2 separate regions of the Mus musculus genome follow, and region 2 is linked to region 1. A link is a contact called in public promoter capture Hi-C data. All regions are on one chromosome and are shown on one strand. Each heading gives the region's core, a stretch centred on a gene start, on an enhancer-like site or on the middle of the called end of the contact. The rest is flanking DNA. Distances are from core to core; before and after follow the strand shown.

The links. Capture Hi-C pulls out chosen DNA fragments and counts their contacts.
Region 2: a promoter capture Hi-C map of adipose tissue shows a contact between it and region 1, with 4 times the contacts expected there. The contact joins the promoter of Yap1 here to the promoter of AV064505 in region 1. A contact is called at or near these places in 10 of 39 promoter capture datasets (the C10 cell line, the HPC-7 cell line, HPC-7-derived erythroid cells and 7 more), 1 of 484 Hi-C or Micro-C datasets (nephron progenitors) and 3 of 9 other capture datasets (adipose tissue, liver and pancreatic islet).

The regions. Positions count from the first base shown.
Region 1 is chr9:7,693,886-7,697,923 of GRCm38.p6, reverse strand. It overlaps AV064505 (expressed sequence AV064505), which reads left to right and starts at 2,293. Exons shown (of 4, transcript NR_126562.1): 1 at 2,293-2,430. It overlaps Mmp7 (matrix metallopeptidase 7), which reads right to left. Exons shown (of 6, transcript NM_010810.5): 2 at 2,542-2,768; 3 at 2,308-2,456; 4 at 1,749-1,877; 5 at 175-336.
Region 2 is chr9:8,002,894-8,006,894 of GRCm38.p6, reverse strand. Yap1 (yes-associated protein 1) reads left to right here and starts at 2,299. Exons shown (of 9, transcript NM_001171147.1): 1 at 2,299-2,780. The coding sequence starts at 2,505.

The DNA.
Region 1 (4,038 bases), core at 1,044-3,543:
CATCCTCCAGGAGTGTGAGGCTGCCACTTCACCTCAGGATCTCACACAGGCGAATCTTGCATTCTGCTGTCCTAGTGCATAGGTTTTCAGTCCCCCTGTGGTTTTCCAGGCAAGTCCCTATTTTCTGGCATCTTTCAAGCCCGACAGTCTCTTTTTGAAAGCCATGATTATTACCATATAACTTCTGAATGCCTGCAATGTCGTCCTTTGTAAGACTGAAGTCTTCTGAGTAGTCTCTTTGATAGGTAGGGTACATCACAGTACCGGGAACAGAAGAGTGACTCAGACCCAGAGAGTGGCCAAATTCATGGGTGGCAGCAAACAGGAAGTTCACTCCTACAGACAGGGAAATGCATATGGTAAATATTAAAATAACTATATAAATGCCTGTAATAAATCTATCACATTATAATGCAAAAGACTACCTAGTCCCCAGGTTTCCTCAGTTATTGGTTACTTCCTTCAAAGGGAGGAGGCTGAAAGGAGAGTGCATTGTTTGCTTTTCCGTGGTGGGGACAAACGCCATGTCCTAAGCAACTGAAGGAAGAGTTTATTTTGGCTTATGTTGTCGGAGGGATGGAATCCATAATGTCAAAGAAGTTATGGCAACAGCTGGTGGCAGGAAAGCAATCTGTAGATCAATTTCATATATACACAAGGGGAGAGACTCAGAGAGTGGGGGAGGGAGGGGGAGGTACAGGGGGAGGGAGAGGAAGGAAGGGAGGGAGAGAGGAAGAGAGAGCGAGGGAGCATAAGGTAGGGTGCTATAACCCATCAAAGCCTGCCCTCCCCCAGCAAGATGTCACCTTCTAAAGGCTCCATAACCTTCCTAAACTGTGCCACCAACTGGGAACCAAGTGTGCAATTGCAGGCATTCATGGGGACATGTCACATTCAAATTAAAATAGAAATAAAAAGAACTTTGGTCCTTCAGTGAGTAACCTAAGGTTAAGAACATATACCCTAAACCAACCTCCCAGATAAGGAGCCAAAGGAGAACAGAAAAAGTGTCTACAGTAGTTCTTTATGAAACCAGAATTCAGGGAAAGAATTATATGCTTTTCTGGAAGGCGAAGTGGGGTGTTGAGGAGGTGGTGTTGGGGAGGGGTGGGGAGGGTGGGGGAGGGGACAGAATGCACTGGGGACTGACCCAGTTACTTCAAATCTCTGTGTTGAAGCTTCTGTGGAGAAGTTCTGACCAGAGCATTTTTGGGAGCCTTGGGTGTGAGAACTATGTCCATCTCCTTGGGTTACCAAGGAAGACATAATTAAATTCACTGCATATGGTTAGTGTTGGCTTTAATTTTGTAGTCAGTTAGAAGCTGTTCTTTGTGGCCTCAAGTTCTGAGATAGTTAATGAGTTTAACTTTGATCTTTATGTTAGCTTTGGGCTAGGTAGGGGCAGCTAACTGCTTTGACTGCTCTTCTGGTTCATATCCTATCTTATCTTATCTCATCCCATTCCATCTCTCACCCCATCTTATCTTATCTTATTTATTTATTTTTATTTAATCTGTGCCTATATGTATACTTGTGCCACAGTACAAATATGGAGGTCAGAGGACAACCTGTGACAGTCAGTTCTTTCCTATCAAGTAGGTCTCTACATATACCACACACAAATTAAAAAAAGAAAATATTAAATGAGATAAAACATTTAACACATCTAGTATATTACTTGACATTTAAGGGGCCTCTAATGATTATAATTAAAGCAATGATCATAGAAGAGACATAGGATACTGTACCTGCGTCCTCACCATCAGTCCAGTACTCATCCTTGTCAAAGTGAGCATCTCCGCCTAGGCCTGGCCCAGGTGCGAAGGCATGACCTAGAGTGTTCCCTGGCCCATCAAAGGGGAAGCTGTCTCCATGATCTGCAAAAGCACACAGTAATTACTATCAGTGTCTAGGTTTTTCTTGGCCTTCTACTCTCTCCATAATCATGTGATTATGAATATTGGAGAAAGAAGCCAGTTCAATTGGTTGACCCTCTTGGTACCAATAGTCAGTTTAACACAGAGAATGAGCTGGCTGTGGATCTGGTCCAGGCATCTGGCTTTTATTAGATCCTCTGATTATCATTGTCGACCATTGTATACTGAAGGATCTTAAAACCGTATGTGTGTGTGTGTGTGCGTGTGCATGTGTGTGATACTGAAAATAGAAATCAAACCCTCTCCCATAAGTTAAACATATGTTTCACCAATAAAAGCTGACTTGAGTGCTCATGAAAGGACTTAAATTTTGAAAGGAGAACACTAATATAAACAGCACACAGGATTAGCCTGAAGGAGCCATTCTTACCTCTCCTTGCGAAGCCAATTATGATATCCGCAGTCCCCCAACTAACCCTCTTGAAGTTCAGTGGGATCTGCATACTCCACATTCTGAGAGCTTTTTTCACGATTTGATCCACTACGATCCGAGGTAAGTCTGAAGTATAGGATACAATTCTGAAGGCACACAAGAATTCAGTGTTTGCGTTCTCAGGAAAAGGGTTTTGTTGCCTCCACCAGAATGAGCTAAAATGAGCCTCACCTGTAGGTGACAATTCTGGAATGCCATTTTGGACTGTTTGGCATTAGTGAGTATTCTGCAACATCTGGCACTCCACACCTAGGTTTCTGCATTATTTCCATGATGTAGGGGGAGAGTTTTCCAGTCATGGGCAGGCCAAAGAACTTCTGCATTTCCTTGAGGTTGTCCACTAGACTATTGACCTTCTTTGTTTTAGAGTCATGAGGGTAAAATTTTCTAAGATAATTCTGGTAGACAGAGAACAAAAAAATCTTTTATTTGAAAATCTGCATCCCTTATACATGACGTTGTTATGGATTTAGATAGTAATTTGAAGACAGAATTGTTATGCAATTATGGAATAAAGCAAGTATTACTGGTGAGGGGAGATGGAATATTATGCTATTGCATAAGACGGAGAGAAAAATGTCATAGCATACTGTATTCTCCGTGCATACCTGGAGGATAAACACACTACCCACTTTCTAAAGCTTGCTCTTATTTTTAGAGTAGTTAGAAGTGTCAGTGTGTCTTCAGCAAGCACAAGAAAGGTTGGGGAAATGTCTTAGTCAGAGAAGAGCTTACCTCAAAAATCTGAGTTTGATTCCCAGAACCTATGTTAAAAATTGGGTGCTTCTGTAACTCCAATGCCAGGGAGGGAGAGACAGGAGGATCAATAAAGATGCCCAGTATCAAACTATGGCCTACACACAGACACACACATACAAACACACACACACTCACACATACACACACATACATGCACAAGCATGGACATACTTACAATATACAATATATATATATATACACACACACATGCATACACTATACATACATGTACACACATACACATGCACATACTCATACATGAACACACTTGCATACTCACACATATATACACATACACACAAACACATTCATACACATACTCACACACAGACTCACATATACATACAAACATAAACACATGTACACATATAAACACACATACATACACATATACATACATATACACAAACATGCATACAGCCACATATACACAAAACCACACATACATACACACTTATACACACATACATACAGAGAGACAGACAGACACACACACACACACACACACACACACACATAGAGAGAGAGAGAGAGAGAGAGAGTTTGTTAGACATAGTTAGACCCTATGGGGCGATGTGAGGTTCACTAGCCATACGAGAGCTGCTGCCATCTGGTTATTATTAATTCCATATGGAGAAGAAGTCAGGTGATTGTTAGTTTAAGTAGTCTGACTTAACAGTCCAGGAAGAGACCACATATCATACCATCCACAGGCTTCTTTGTTCAGGTTCACACACTGAGTCCGCAGCAGACCTGGTCTGGAGATACCTTATCTGTAGTCCCTTTTTCCTTTTTCCTCTTTCTCCCCATAGCCCATTTAGGAGGTGTCAGAATAAAACAGAACCCCAGATCTCCCCAAGCATAACTGGATCCCCAAGTATCCTGGGGTCTGGTAATGGGATGGGAGAT
Region 2 (4,001 bases), core at 1,050-3,549, 310 kb before region 1:
GCCTGCCATTTCAACTTTCTACTGCAGATATTTTGCCCAAATGTTTTGTTTGTGGATTAACCGCTGGGTTTGAGAAGGAGGGAGTGCTGTCAAGGTTCTAAAACGGTTGTGGCCCAACAGGCTAGGCCACTACCAGTGAAGTAATCTGTAAACACAGGGCATTGATAATAGCTGACAACTACTAAGACCTCGCCTTGTGCCACAAACTGGGCCAAGTACTTTATATCCATTGACTCATTTAATGTCTCAACGACATAAGAGACATGAGGTGGATGTAATTACAAAATGAAAGAGCAGGAAGTAGCTTGCTCACTATCACACAGCTCCTGTGTGGGTAACTGGGACCTGAACTCTAAACTCCAGAGCCCACAAGAGTGTGGTCTTGTGGCACTTGGTGTGAACCAATCCTGGAATCAGTCTTAGGGAGACATTTACCCTTCTTCCTCTCTAGGACAGGAAACTGAGGCTCCTAAATAGTTGATTCAAATCTTACCTGTCTGAAGCTAGCTCACCCTACTCTACCACACAAAGCGATAGACTGCTGCTCAGAATTCTTCCGGGCGTGTCTTAACTAGAGGAAGAGATTATCTTTTTGCTCAAGGGTCCTTTCTTTGCTTAATCCTATTTATACCCGTTTCACTCACACTGCAGACAAAATCATTAGAACAAGAAACCAGATTTCTGGAGAAGAAATTTGTGTGTTTAAAGTCAGTGTTGCACAACTCTGGGAATACACTCAAAAAGCACCAAACTGCTTAAGTGGAAGACTATATAGTTATGTCAGTTATACCTCATTAAAACCAGTTCTTGTTTTGTAGCTCATGACTTCAACAAGGGGCTGAGGAGAGGGCCGGTCACTAAAAGTACTGGTTCCTAAGAAGGCTCAGGTTCGAATCCCTGTACCCACGTGGCTGTTCACAACCAGTTGTACTCCAATTCCATGGAATCTAATACCATCTTTTGGACCTCTGTGGAACCAAGGCAAAGACATAAACTCAGGCAAAACACCCAATACAAAATAATTAACTTAAAAAACACGAACAGATTTTTATCATTTTTGGAGTGATTCCAGATAGGCTCCTGATAGATAAAAGACTGACACACAGAGAATCAGGGGCTAAGGTAATCTCCATTGAGGTTCATTTCTTAGTCTACCCTGCATTGTTTACCCTTGTACTAAACACAAGAGGAAAACCCACAATGCTCCATGAGGTTAAACAGTGACTTATGTTTTGAGTTGAAGTTCCCAAAGAAATGTCAAGTTTTGGTGTTAAAAAATTGACTTTTCACTTAAAAAAAAAAAAAGTTTGCTGAGCAAGGTGCCCCACATTTGTTATTTGAGCCCTTTATAGGCTGAGGTAGGGGGAGCAGAAATTTTAAGCTAGCCTCAGTTATGTAGTGAATTGGAGGAAAGCCTTAGCTACATAGGAACCTGACTCAAAACAGCAAAATAGGGTAGTCAACATGAGATGGATGGTTCAGGGTACCTGAGCTCGATTTCTGGGACCCACAACCAAGAAGAAAACAGATCCCACAAATGGTCCTCTGACCTTCACCTGTGCTCACTTGTACATAATTAGAAACACAAAAAGGAAGAAAAAGGAAGGAGAGGGAGAAAGGGGGAGCGGAAGGAAGGAAGAAAGAAAAGAAAAAAAAGAAAAAAGAAAAGAAAAAGGACGAACCTATGAACCTACAAAAACCGGGCTAGCAGAGGCCCTGGCTTGGAATCCTAGCTGTCTGTGGAAGCTGTGGCACAAAGAGTTGGAGGATATCCTTGACTACAGAGTAAAGCCTGTTTAAAACAAAATTTAAAAAGTAATACTGTTTCCTTTTGTAAGGTACTCCCAGTGCAACTCCTGGTTTCCAAGCTTCACTTTGAAATCATTTGCACCCGCCCTCAAGTGTTTTGTTGTTTCTTCTTCAAACTTGGTGGTAAATGGAATCAATGTTAAAACGCGGACCGGATTAACCTTAGTGCGGGTGAACAGTGTGGCCTTTGCATCCACCCTACCAAGCCGGTTGTCCCGATTCCTCGCGGCCTTGGCGTTGCGCGCGGGTCCGGCAGGATCTGCGCCCGCAGCCGAGCGGCTCGGGGCCGGCCGGTGGGTGCGCACGCAGCGCGGTCGCCCCCGGGTCACGTGCGGCCGGGAGTCTGCAGGAATGTAGCGACGCGCAGGGAAAGTTTCCCCGGGGGCCGCGGGCCGCGGATTCGGTGCGGGCGGGCGCGCAGAGGAAGGAAGAGCGTCGAGGAGGCGGAGCCCGCGAGGCGCGCGGGCGGGCGCTCCTCGCAACTTTTTAGTTTGGGCGTCTGGAGCCAAAGTTTCTGTCTCAGTTGGGACGCCGCCGCGGCCGGGGGCAAAGAAAGGGAGGAAGGAAGGAGCTCGCGGAGGGGAGGGGAGGAGAGGGGAGGCGGCCTCGGGCAAGGAGTGCAGGGCGATGCGGGCGCGCGTCGCAGCCCCCCGAACCTGAGCGCAGTGCCCCGAGCGTCGAACGAGGCCGCAGCCATGGAGCCCGCGCAACAGCCGCCGCCCCAGCCGGCCCCGCAAGGCCCCGCGCCGCCGTCCGTGTCTCCGGCCGGGACCCCCGCGGCCCCGCCCGCACCCCCGGCCGGCCACCAGGTCGTGCACGTCCGCGGGGACTCGGAGACCGACTTGGAGGCGCTCTTCAATGCCGTCATGAACCCCAAGACGGCCAACGTGCCTCAGACCGTGCCCATGCGGCTTCGCAAGCTGCCCGACTCCTTCTTCAAGCCGCCTGAGCCCAAGTCCCACTCGCGACAGGTAAGGGTATCCCGGGGGCGCGGGGCCGCGTGGGGGTGCGGTGCTGGGGGTTGTTTTCGCGGAGTTGGCCGCAGGGGGGGTGCACAATGCGCGCGCCTCCGCTCCGCACCTTCGCTCTGACGAGGGGGAGGGGAGGAGGGGGAGGGGGCCGGCGTCTTGTGCGGGACCCCAGCCGGGGGTACCCGATCTCCCCTTCCCGCGCCACTGCAGTCTCCGGTGGAGCTGTGTTAACTGCCCTCTTGTTTTCGCGTGCCGGTGAGGGGTGGGGGTTGAACTGGTCCATTGAGTTTCTGGTTCCTTCTCCCGGTCCCCTCCCCCTCCCTCTCCCGAAAGCTTTTCTGTTCTCGCGGCCCAGGCGCTCTCCGGATGCAGGGTTCGGGCTCCCCAGCCCGAGCGAAGCTCCCTCGACCCCCCACTCGCCTCCGCCGTGCCCTGGAACTCGCGCGGGCGGGATCCTTTCACACTCGGTGGGCTCACGTGTCCTTTTCCTAAATCGTAACCTATTATTTACTGTTCGGCCCGAAAGCTTTTAAATGAGCCACGTCTGTGTGTTGCGCAGGAGCTCGGCTGCGCTCACGGTGCAGAGGTTTCTGCGCCGGCCTTTGATAGCGCGTTGCAGGTTGACTCATAGGCCGAGTTCTGCCCGGCTCAACTGTGATTAAAGGTAATGTTTGGGAAGCAATGACTAATTCCAAGCTCGCCATTGCTCTTTAACTGACTGCGGATGTGAACATGGCTGCTTATCCGTATCCACGACGCCTGGTTATTTTCCCAACTGGATCCAGCACAGAAGTGAAACCGTTTCAAAGTATTAACATTCCGATAGGTCCTGGTAGATTTCTTTAGTGTCGCTCCCCCCGCTTTTAATTACTTAATTTTTAAAGAACTTGCTTTAGGCTAAAGCAGCACAGGAACTTTGCCCAAAACTTAATTGGTTTTCCAAACACTGCCATGTCGTTAGCCCACTCGGGCTGTAACTTGAGTGGAAAGAAGAGTTGCCGCCCCCACTCCAGCCCCCCCTCCTAGGCAGGCTTGTTGTAGAACGGGGTTTTTGAAGCTTCGAAAATCTCGATTAACCTCCCTACAAAAAGCCTCTTAAGAAGGAAGGAAAAGTTATCTAGCTGCTCGGCTAAATAAACTCTTAATTTGTAACAACAGTAGACCTAGATACTATTTGCTCCCTCCCCCACAAGTGAGTTTCTGTACTCGCTGAACTAAACG